Linked DNA regions of Columba livia: region 1 is linked to region 2. Evidence: chromatin contacts called from public Hi-C data. All regions are on one chromosome and are shown on one strand. The core of a region is the stretch at or near the end of the contact, and the rest is flanking DNA. Distances in the headings are between cores, read along the strand shown.

Region 1 (6,245 bases), core at 71-2,570, 210 kb before region 2:
GAAAAGCACTAATTAGAGTCTGCCCGGGGATGTGTGCGCGGCCAGCTGGAGCGCGGTCAGTCTGTCTGCGGGCGCTGCCTTGTGTGCGGCTCAGACGGCACGAGCAGCCGGCGGGGAAGGGCAGGGGGGCGATCAGTGCAGATGGGCGCTTCTGACATTTTAGCTGTCACAGAGCCTGTATAAACTCCTATTTTTAGAGACTTGAAGATTTGCTGAGCTTACACAGACTCTTAAAGGAACAGCAGAAAGCACATCCCTTATATAAAGGTTACTCATCCCTTTGCCACAATTTCTAATCTCAGTTGTGAAGACAGCAGCAATTTAGGGTTCTAGAAGATAAGATTGCCAGAATGTAATGTGGAGAAACTTGTGTTTTTCTACAGCCTTGTTCTATGGAAGTGTTTGATTACATTAGCTTTATATTCTATGCATGCCGATAGTATGTGCAAACACACCCAAGCAGTTTTCACTTGGACCAGCACACAGCATGGGAAGTTTCAGTCAAGTGTGATCAACTTGTAAGAAAAACAGAATAAAGCCTGATGATGAGAACTGGAGGGCAAACCTGATCACAGATAATGTCTCCATCCTGGCTCTGATATCATCTGTGTAGGTATTTAACCCTGATACCTCATCAGTGGTGGGAGCTACACAGGGCAATTATGCTGAGCCAGGGAGAGAAAATATTTCCTTAGATGCGTTCTCAAAGTCCCTTTACAACTGGTTGTGCCTTTCTTCTTTCTGTGTCTGCAGGGAGCAACGTAAATTTAAGAGTTCGCACTCTGCAATTGTGGTTGGGAGTCCCAAAGACAGACACAGCCTGTGAGCGGTAAAAATGGAAGCGGCCATTAGATGGCATCAGACCTTCGCGTTTGCTGCCTTCATTCCCTGCAGTCAGAAAGCCATTAACAAAGAGCTTTCAAAGAAAGTATTTTGGTGGAGATTTTGTGGGCTTTGTTCCAGTTCCAGCGCAGCAAGATGAAAGCAGACATCTGGCTGTTGGACTCTTTTTCTTTATTGATTCATTTCAAAATCCAGCAATGGAGCAGGCTGTGTCCGGGAGGCAAGACTCCTCCGCTCCCCTCGATCCGCTCACACTGCTGCAACCAGCTAAGAATATTTTATTTTTTTTTTCACTTGTAAGCTCGCTCCACTGAGCAGAAGCATATCGGTATGTTCAGTATTTTCTCCAGCAACCTTGCCCACAGGCCAGAGAACTCTCAGCATCCCTGGATGATGGGGGCAGAAAAGGCAGGAGACCCCGATGGAAGGTCTGGGGGACAAGGACAGGGCTGATGAGCTGCAGAGCTTCAGGTGTCTCAGGGTCAGGGCAGGGTCTCTCTGATCTGCCCCTCGGGTGAGCTGCAGGGGTGTGAGTGGAGAGCTAGGAGTCATAGCACCTGTGTCTCTGGTAAGGTCTACAGTGAAGAAGGATACTTTAAAACATTAGAAAAACCTGCTGATTTGGAAGTTCAACTGAGACAGTTTGGTGAGTTGTACTACATTTTCATAACTCTTTAAAAGGGAACGGGGTGCTCTGCTACTGCCAACCCCTTTGTGTCCGCTTGCTCTTCAGCAGGGAAATTCTACCAAAGGCACACTTGGCATCTTGGTCTCTGAACTGCACATTGCTGGAGGCTGAGGGCAAGGTCTTGGAAACATCACTGCACGCTCACCCTGTTTTTATTCTTTTCTTCAAGTGCCTTCCCTTAATTTTTGTGGAAAACAGGATATTGGACAAGTTGGACCTTTGTCCTGATTTGCTACAGTTGTTTTTCTGGATTAGTCAAACTTGAGAATGGAAAGACTCAGCTGTTTGTGCTGTTAACTGTTGTGCACAGAGAATCAGAGAAAAGGGGGAGAGGATGGAGATAGATACATTATTATATATTTTAAAATATACATTATAGTTACATAATATTGATATATTAGTGTATTATATCTCTCATATATGGTGGTTGAAGGGACAGATGCTCCGAATTGTCTCCAAGAATGAAAAAGACACATTTGACTTTGAGAAAGTGGAAGGTGTTCTCCATGTGTTTCTTATCTGGGAACTGCCTGTAAATGAAGCACGTAAAGGGGGGGAAAAAAAGAAGTGACAGCTGAAAACATTTGCAGCACGTGTTTAGCAGAACTTCCTTTTTGATGTTCCTTTCCTGACCTTTTCTAGCTTCTCCTTCCTATCTCTGGTCAACATTTGTATGTTCCCAGCTGTGCCAGAGCTGCCAGGCCCCTCACCTCCCCCAGACAGAGGAGTGAGGGGCTGCTGAAGACCCTTCCCAGGGCTCCCCATCTCTCCAAGGGGAGATACCCTGTCCCCATCAGTGCTGAAGGATCCTGCACTTTTCTGTCTTGCCTACATCAGTGTTGTAATTTCCAGGAGCCTTTCATTTTGCATTTGCAGCAATAGATTGGTGTGACTGCATGTCTCTGGATGCTGCTGTAGCTTTTGCAAACTTCTAATTTGAAAAAAACAAAACTTGTGCTTTGGGTTATCAGGACAGCAAGTAGTTGAACTCTGTAAGGAATAAGTGAAATGCTCTGGGGTGGCAGTGTTGTCCCCAGCACAGCTTTAAACAGGAGCCATCTGCTCCCCAGCAGATTCTGCTGGCTAGTTCTGGTTTTGACCTTTGGCACGTCAGCTGCTGGCTGCTCCCTGACCTTCTCATCAAGAACAGGCTGATCCTTCTCCTCCCAAAGGTATGGAAAGTTCAAACATTGCCTCAAATGATGTTCTTGAATTAACAGCCTGATTTCTCTCAAAGGGTTGAGCACACTCACCAGTGCCCGGGGGAACCACAGAAGAACAAGTTGCTTGTTCAGCCCTTGGCTTGATGCAGCAAGAGCCAAATCACCCCCGAGCTGCAGGGGGAAAAGCAGCATGGCAACCGGCTGTCGTGCTTGAGGAGCTCATGGGGATTGAGTTCCTCAGTAAACATCCCAATTTCCAAGCCCTTCCCCACTCCTCCGTGCTCCCGTGGGGATGGGGAAAGGGAGGTTGCTGCGGATGGCTGGTTTTCTTTCTCCAGGGTGTTGAGAGCAGCTAATTGACCATTAATGAATATGCCTTCGTGTTAAGGGTCTCTGAATGTTAATGGCAGCGCAGGGACCTGCCCCTGTGTCTCTCAAGCGGGTGCTTGGCATGACAGCACTAAGGCTTGGGGACGTTTTGAGTCCCCATACAGATGGCTTCATGGTACGACAGAGCAGCTGCTGAGACATCACCTCCTTTCTTTTCCCTCTGTTGTAACAGCAAAGTAACAGAGGCGCTGCAAACATTCAAAACTTCACTAAACTTGTATAAACTCAGTCCCAAGCTGTGTGTGCCTGTGAAGTTGGCTTGCTTTAAAAATATTTTTATAAAGAAATCCAGCTCTACCCTGAGGGAGTGGGATGGACTCGCTATTGCCTGCATGTCAGAGGCCATCACCCTGTCCCTCCACGTGCTGAGGTGCCATCTGCCTGCAGGCTCCTGGAGCACAAAACCTGCTCCCTTTGACACCAACTCCAAACATCAAACTTGAGTGAAGAGAAACTGCAGACAGTGCCTTGATAAAACTGGAAAATAAATGCAATTAAGGTGCGGTTGGTTGCATGTGCATCAGCCGGACAGGCAATTGTGTGGTGCCTCCCTCTGTGCAAGACCAGATGCAAGGACTAATTGTTGCTTTTACCAGACTAAAAAACTCCAACCTGAAGCCCAGACAAGTTGTAAAATGGAGGACATTTACCTTGTGTGCCACCTGCCAGGCACTTGGGATGGAGAAGGGCAGGCAGCTGTGGCAGGTGAGCCTTTCTCAGATCCTGTTATTTGGCAGCATCTCCAGGACCTGCAGCACAAGCCACCTCTGCAGGGGATGTGTGAGCTGAGCAGGAGCCCGGCAGAGCAGGGGTGAAAGCCTTATCACTTGGATGAGGGTGCAGATGTGTACCCAGGTGGGAGCTGTGCTGGGGCCTTAGAGACGCTCCAGAGGACCAAAGCCTCACCATTTTCTCAGTTACGTCTTCACTGGATGCCAAAAATGACCTACAGAAGATTGTGTGAACATGCTGCAGCAGCTGTGGCTCATACACAGTGCTTTGCCCTTGGCGGTCAGACACTTGCAGCCCCAATTCTTTAGCTCAACAAATAAAATGGAGAAGTTGGCTGTCAAACCCACTCAGCAGAGGCAGAACGTGGGGCAGCAACTCATTTCCCCAAATATGAACTACCCCTTTCTTATTCAGTGATTTTAAATGTCCTTCCCTCTCTAGCAGGTAGTACAAAGTGTTGCTAGTACTTACTCTTTCCACTGGCCAGACAACTCTCTCAAACACCAATACCTTTAATTACATACATTTCTATATACATATTACACATGCTAATCATATCTACAGAGATATGAAATCATTTACCTTGCCTGGCTTCAGTTCTGTTTTAAAGCTGGTAAGAATCAACATTCAGCCAGCATTAGGAATATGCTGTATAAATAATTAGAGTTTATTCAGATTTATTCAACAGTGTTTACATCTAATAAGTAATCACATCCATTTAGGCATTGATTTTCTGGCTGATAAGTCACCTAAATGCGATCGCTCACCTTCAACTGGAGCAGCTGGTCCTTCCTGGATTTATTTAATGGGATCAACTTCACAAGTTACGTGCAAGAGGCACTGTGAGCAGACTTTGCACTGCCATGGTCTGTGCAATGGGAGAATATTTGGTTATTGCAATGATTTTTCTTATAACCAGATGTTTTGGGCTGACTTACTCTATTTGGCTTTATTTCTGCCTCGCCAGCTGCTTTATGGTACTAGAGATGCCCCAGATGTCTTCTTGGAATGAGGATGGAGGCTCATTGTCAGTGTTAGCTGGACTGTCCTGCCAGCACCCTTGTGCCTGCTGGTCTGGTGAGGATTCCCGGGGTACCAGCCACTCGCTGGGGCTGCTGAGCCTCTTACAAACACTTCAATAAATGACAGCATCCCTCATTTAAAATAAGCTTTCTGTGAACTGGTGGGACAAGAGGAAATATTCTTGATTATTTTCTTATGTTGAGCATTTTAGGCTTAAAAGCAAGGTACAAGTGCAAAAACCTTCACTTTTCCTTTCAGCATCTTCCTCCAGTGTAATCCAGGTGGGTGCTGGTGTGAACACCAGGATGTGCACACCATCGCATGCTGCGCAGGGTAGTGACAGGCAGCCAATTTAGCTGGAGAGATCAGTGTGTTTTATACAGGATCAGCACCTTTGTCTGTGTGAAAATAATCTCATCTGAGCCTTTGACCTGCAGAGGGTCTGTGTGAGCAGGTCAAAGGCTCCTCTGGTGGGACCGGGCTCCCAGCTGGCACCTTCAGCCACCCCGAACCCCAAATCAACATGGCACAGCTTGCTGAGACTCATCATGGACCACAAGTGCCTTTTTGGGGTGGATTTTGGCAAGCCACACATGCTGCATTACACCCCTGCGACATGTGGATCCAGCCTTTAATCCCTGTGCATGCTGGTGCTGCCCCCGGAGCAGGGGAGCACTGCTGCCTAAAGCAGGGTGACCCAAAATACGGCCCCTGCCTCCTTTAGATCTAATCAAGGCTGCCAATACCACTGATATACTGGACAATCAGAAAAAAAAAAAACATTTCCTCAGAAAAACTGATATTACGTGAAAGAGTCAAAGTGGCATCGGGTGAATGGAAACACAGCACTGTGCTCCCTCGGTGTCCGTGTAAATGCTGTCTGCACCGCCCACAAAGCAGCACCTGCCTCTGGCAGCCCTACACACTGAGCAAAGGCTGTTAAAGAAACGCACGGTACATATGCAATGCAAACAGCATGCCAAGCTTGTGGAGGACATGGGCTCGCAGAGTCTTGTCCCCACAGGTCAATAACTCAGGTGGAGCTCTGCAGTGGCAAGATCATGAAATGCTGTTACGTTTTAACACGAACTTGTGATCTTGAGCATCTTTAGTGCTCTGACTTCCATTCCTAATAAAACAAGGGGATGCTGCAAGAGGCAGCTCTGAGCCTTCCTCCCGCTCAGCTGGGCAGGAGCTGATGTTGCTCACCTGGAACCTCCCTGGGCCCAGTGGGTGCTTGTAAGAGAGGCTGCAAATTATCCCTCCATCGTGATCCTGGCTCTGGCAATCTTTGAAAGAGGAAAAGTGGTTCTTACTGTAATTAACTTTGAACAGAAGTCCGAGATCTGCAATAGAGCTGTCAGGGATGGCTGAGCGTCATACACCATGCAAGTGCTGCCTGGGCT
Region 2 (5,730 bases), core at 2,570-5,069:
CAGGCTGAAGGGGTTAACAGAGGGACTGCTGGCCTTGGCAGGTTTGACCACAGCAGCTGGAAAGGATCACAGGCCGGGCGGAGGACCAGGTATTTAGCAGGGAGAGAAGGCAGCTGCTCTGGTTTTGGAGAGGGACTCTGATCCTGGCCTTTAGCACAGTGTGTTGGTGGATAGTGTTGGCAGAGAGAGATGCTGGGCTGGGATGCAGCAAGGATGGAGGATCAGAGCCCTGTGGGAGCCTGAAGTGGGGCTGTAATTCATGCCTGGGCACAGGAGCCTGAGGCTTGTTCTCCTGCCCAGGGCATGGTTCCCTTTGCTTGGCTGGTCCCAACCCACGTCTCCTCCCTGCAGGAGGACACCCTGACATCCAGGGCACTGGGATGTAAATGCTGCCTCCTAGAGGGACATGCTCTTGTGCCTGTTCATGCTTTGCTGTTCTAGTGCTAATGTAAGATTTCTGACCCCTGCTCAGCTCTTCCCTTGGCCAGTTTGGCAGATCTCACCTCTCTGAGAGGACATCACAGCCATCTGACTGCAGGGCTCTGGAGTGAGAGTATGTGCTCTTGTCCCTCCCTGCCCGTGCTGCTTCAACGGGCAGGGTGGAACTGAGGACCCAAGCACCAATGAGTGAAGGTGAGTGTGACAAATCAGGATGGCACTTAACTGGGGGATGTGATGTATGATTTTGAACCTGCATGGACAGGGTAGGAACCCTAATTCTCTGCTTCCAGATACGAGCAGAAAACAGCTGCCTCCGTCCTTAGTGAGAGAAAGAGCTCCAACAGTGTTTTGTGGCTTGTGTGCTGAGCAAATTCATGAGATTGGACAGCCTGGAAGACTTAGACCAGATGGTCTTGGTTCTGGGTAGGTCAGTCCTAGGAAATGGAAGTTCAGATCACGCAGGTGAGTTGGATATGTCAGTGCTGAAGGATGGCGGCTGACATTGACAGAGGCTGAACTGGCTGGTTCAATGTGCCTGGCAGAGGAACAGGGATGTCAAAAACAAAGATGTGATGGAAAACAGAGACACACATAGCTGTAACAGCAAGGGGAAAGCTATGGTACGAAGCTTTCAGACATCAGAAAAAGCAAGTGAGGGAAAGATGCCAGGAATGTTGTACCCTTAGGCAAAGCTTTGATTAGAGCTTATCCTTTATGATACCTGAGTCCAAAGAAGATGAAAGGAAATGTCACAGAAAAGGGGATTTTGCAGGTTCTGCTGCCCTTGGAAGTGCTTGTTCAGGACTGTGCTGGAACGTAAGCATCTCTCACCATTGACACACTTATGTTCTGTACTCCCCAGTGTCAGAAGCTGCTTCAGATCCTGGTGTGGGACTGAAGAGGGCTTGTGCCACATAAGCTTTTGGTCCCATGCTCTTAGGCTTATGAAGAGCATGGTTGTGTTGCAAGAGTGAGCACTGCTGCTCAGTTGGTCTCTGCTTTGCTCAGGCTGCCTTTCCTTTCAGCCTCCAAGACAAACAAATTCCTCAAAAAAAAACTGCCACAAGAAATACATATCTTTACATGACTGCAAATCAGATTGTGAAGTGATCTGAGTTGGGGGTGGATGGGTGGGTGTTGTCCTTAAGTGTCCCTTTGTGTTCTTTTAGTCATTCACTAGTGCGATCTGCAGCCTATGCTGGTTACAATATCTTCTCCTGCTTCTCTGATTAAAGGACTTTCCAAAAGGTAGAAATTACATCCTGACCAGTAAAACCCAGGTAAAATTCACCTGCTTCATGGGGAGTTTATACTGAGATGCCCATCCCTGGCTCCTGAGCAACACTAGGTAGGTAGTTCTTAGCTTCTTGCCTTCTGGTAGCAAGTTTCTTTTTTTCAGAAGACAAAGCCTGAATGAAGAAGGTATTCTGCAGGCGTTGTTATTTGTGTGCTAAAACCAACACTTGCCTTACCAGGAAGTCAAAGATCCAACTGTGCCTGTAACACGGCAAAAGTAAGCGAGGCTCCAGGTGTGGTGAATTTGACCCTACATCTCCATTTTTCACGGCTTCATGCTAATTGGAGAGGAGACACGCTGCCAGCTCACTCTCTGGGGAGACAAAGACAGGAATCAATTTGCAGAGCCACATAAATATGGAAGTAGGATTTTTTTTGGCGTGGGAGGTGTTACCAGTGCCACACATTACGGTTCCTTGGCTTTATCACATCGTAGGCTTTTACCGAGACGTGAGTAACTTCTCTAAATAAGGAATATGAAAATAGCTTGTGAAATAGGTTGAGTCATCAGAGAAAATCAAATTAAGTACCAACACTGGGGCCTCAGCTGTGAAGTCCTACTTTGTTTTACTGTTGCATTATAAACTCTGGGGTCATTTCAATCTGTTTATTTCAGCTTCAAAATTCAAAGTACTCTGACATCTAAATAAGGCTTACCAAATGGGTTCATTTTTCTGTTAGCAGCAGTGCTGCATCCCTATGTGTCCTGCCTATGAACACTTGCAGGGAATGTAAAGATTATCACGAGAAATGGCTTCTGTGGTTAGAGCTGAAATGCTCAGCACTTCTTCCAGCATTGTCTAGTTATTTAAGAGGATTTATGGCCCCTAAATATCCCTTTCAAGTACTAGTCTACCTCATGGAAGTTATTTGTAGCTCCTGGGAACCCTAGCAAGACCTGTTGTGCTGAGAGCTGCACAAACACCAAACCAACCCAGAAAGCCAGTAATTCAGGACCAGAAATGACCATGGTAGATAGAAAGGGAGAAAGAAACACAAAGCCCCAAAGGGATAGCACTGCTGTGGGGCTCTCATGTATCTGTCAAGGATTTTTCTTGGCACACCAGGATAGGACCCATGCTAGGGAGACCACCCATGGAAAGCACCTCTAGGAGAAAAGCTTGCATGGGATCCATGGGAACCATTGGATGTGCTGTATGTGAGAACAAGTGGGAAGCACCCACAGCGTAAATCCTACAGCTACGTGACACGCAGGTCCCCACCCAGGACCAGGCTCACTGCAGTCACAGGATTTCAGGACAGGAAGCACATGAAGGTGCCTGATCTGCTGGGTCTGTTAGATGCTCAAAAATGACAGGCAGACTGATAAAGACCTCAAACCCCTTTGGCATAACCATTTTTCCAGACTTGGTTTTGCTGAGCTGCTCATGTTAGTAAAGTTACTCACATGAGTAAGCGTTCATCAGACAAGACTTAAGTCTCTCAAGTGAAGCGATAAAGGGGTTTTTCATTGGCTCTCTTGTGTGTCAGAATAGTGTTTTATTTCTGTCACACAGATACTCCATTTCTGAGACTCCTTTGTAAAGTAGACAGAGTCTGATAGTGAGTCATCTCTGGTTATTAAATTGTCCATACATTGCAAGCTGCCTCCAGGCCCTGATCCAAAGCCTATTGCCTTCAGTGGGGAGGACAGTTCCTGAATGCAATGGGCTTCGGATCAGGGCCTGGATGAATCTTTGCATAAAATCTTCTAAGGAATCATTTCTTCTAATTGGAACTAGACTTGACGCTGCATTGAAATGGAATATGAGGTCTGCAGGACTCAAACTGGAACAACGGGTATGTCCTCTCTGCTCCGATGCCTCCAATCATGTTAAGTCAAGTTAACTGGAAAATCAATTGACACGAATTCCAGCATGACCATTAACTGCCATCCGGCTGGGCCCTGAGAGGCTGGCCAAGATTAGGCAGATTTCTAACAGGAACGGAGAAGAACTGTGTGCATTCGTCTCCTAGAGATGCTTTCAACCCATGGCCTCCCTAGCAATGTCCGTGTTGCCCCTAGTAATTACTGTGGCTAATGGAGGGACCAGGGGGTCAGGCAGCCTGGGATCGATTGTGGGCTCTGCCCTTGGCTTTCAGGGCAAGTGATGCAGCTGCACTCCTGCTGGCACAGTCACATTTGTCAAAAGCATAAAGGAAGTGAGTGAGAGCTGGACTGACCGAGCTGACCAGAGGGATCCCCTGAGAATATATAGAAAAGAACTGTAGCAGCAAAACTGTGTTTTCCGCAGCACAGATCATTTCTCCCACAGAGGATGTTTCTGCTCTGTTGGTACAAAGCAAAGTTTTGCTGATGTGGCTTTGCTCACACAAGAAGCATTTTGCTGCTAGAGTGGACCTGAATTTCTCTCCAAATGTTTCTTGTAGGCTTATCCATATGTTTTTGCATCCTGCCTTGCATCAGGGATAATGACATCAATCTCATTCTGAGAAAGGCTTTTTTCATATGTTTGCAATGCAAATTAGACCCATGGACAAAGGCTGTCCTAAGCACAAAACCTCATTAACATGATGCATTTATTGTACTGTGCTTGTAGGCCCATATGTTCCCTATTACAAGAGAGTTTTTAGGTGTGTGTTTAGTTTTGGTGTGGTTTTTTTGTGTGGTGTTTTATTTTTTCTCCCCCCAGCCTATAACGTTTTATTTAGTTATAAAAACAAAACCAATCAGACAGTGTTTCAGACAACCATGGTGCACTGGAGCAGCCGCTCTGGCAGGAAGCAGGCGATGGGAGCCCTGGGTGGGTGGCAAGAAAACCATGTGCTACCGAGAGCTAAAGCATTGATATGGTTCAGTTTACTAAATCCAGCTGTGAAGAGCAGCTGGTTTTCTGGCAGCCAGCGTGACATACTCAGGCGGATATGCTTGAGAGGATGGATCAGGGGCCACCAGTGGGGAGAAGGGGAGGGTTCCCTGTGCTACTAAGTGCTAAAGTGGCTTCTGGCAATTCTAATTACCAAACGCAGCTGCAAGGAGATTTTCTGGACCTGAATGTGACATCTGACAGGGATACGCCTCAGCCGTGTGTATGGGGAGGACTGGGTAAGGAGAAGGGTTCTGCATAACCAACTACTGCCCTGCTCGGTGCTTGGGTTTGGGGGATCCTGGGGAAAGGTCATGGGGACAAGTGGAGGATGTCTGCAGACATCAGGGGAGGCTGCCAAGAGGCTTCAGGCAGTGTTCCCATCTTGGTTTCTCGGTTTGTCTTTCCATTTCCTTCCCTTCCAGCCCCCCTACAGGAGGGAGCTGAGGACACGAGGGGAGACAGCAGGCACAGCAGGCTGGGACAAAGGGAGATCAGGTAGAATAAACAGCAAGACACCTCTTTGGGGGGCTGAAAAAGATTAAAAAAAAAAAAAAGATGCCTGTTATCTGGACCAAACTGCGAAAAGCTGCAGCGGTGAAGCCTGCCAGGCTGGGTGTGATAGGAGAAGGATGTCCTGCTGTCCCTGGGCTCAGCCTGGGAACAGCCTGAGAAATGATGCTGAGTGTTAAAACTGGGGGGGAGGTTGGTCGGAGATAATCTCTGGGGTAGTGGTCTTAGTTACCATGATAAAGCTGGAAGTTATCTTTGCTTTCTTTTGATCTTCAAAGGACAGGAGGAAATTTCACACTTAGAGGAGGCCACCCGGTGTCAGGTGAAGTTTCTGCAGCTTGTGAACGTTGGTCAGATGCCGTAAGGCCAGCAACTCACCTGCCTTAGTGTGAAAATGCCCCGTGGAAAGGAATCTGCTTTTTCCTGGGGCTGGTGTTGGTGCCAGAGCTAGAAAAATCACATTTGCTTGTGGGTCCGGAGGCTGCAGACGGGTGGCTCAAATTGAGAGTAAAATCCAGGCAATGTGATTGTGATGTGGTTCATCAGTTTGGATGTGTATTACTTTGTTGGATGGATGTGGTCAGCCAAAATAATTATTTGTGTTCTAATCTAATTACAAATTTACTGCGGCTGTCTCCTTCCAGGTGCTAAT

What was found. A called contact is a pair of places that touch in the nucleus more often than the background predicts.
Region 1: a contact with region 2 is called in a Hi-C map of liver, with 4 times the contacts expected there. The contact joins two enhancer-like sites. A contact is called at or near these places in 2 of 2 Hi-C or Micro-C datasets (crop and liver).

What each region holds. Positions count from the first base shown.
Region 1 is chr6:11,318,861-11,325,105 of bColLiv1.pat.W.v2, reverse strand. No RefSeq gene overlaps it. Among named protein-coding and RNA genes, the nearest start is that of MXI1, 16 kb to the right of the region's middle. Within about 2 kb of position 1,320, at least 2 of the 3 cell types and tissues checked have an H3K27ac peak away from gene starts, as active enhancers do.
Region 2 is chr6:11,107,905-11,113,634 of bColLiv1.pat.W.v2, reverse strand. No RefSeq gene overlaps it. Among named protein-coding and RNA genes, the nearest start is that of SMC3, 8.5 kb to the right of the region's middle. Within about 2 kb of position 3,819, at least 2 of the 3 cell types and tissues checked have an H3K27ac peak away from gene starts, as active enhancers do.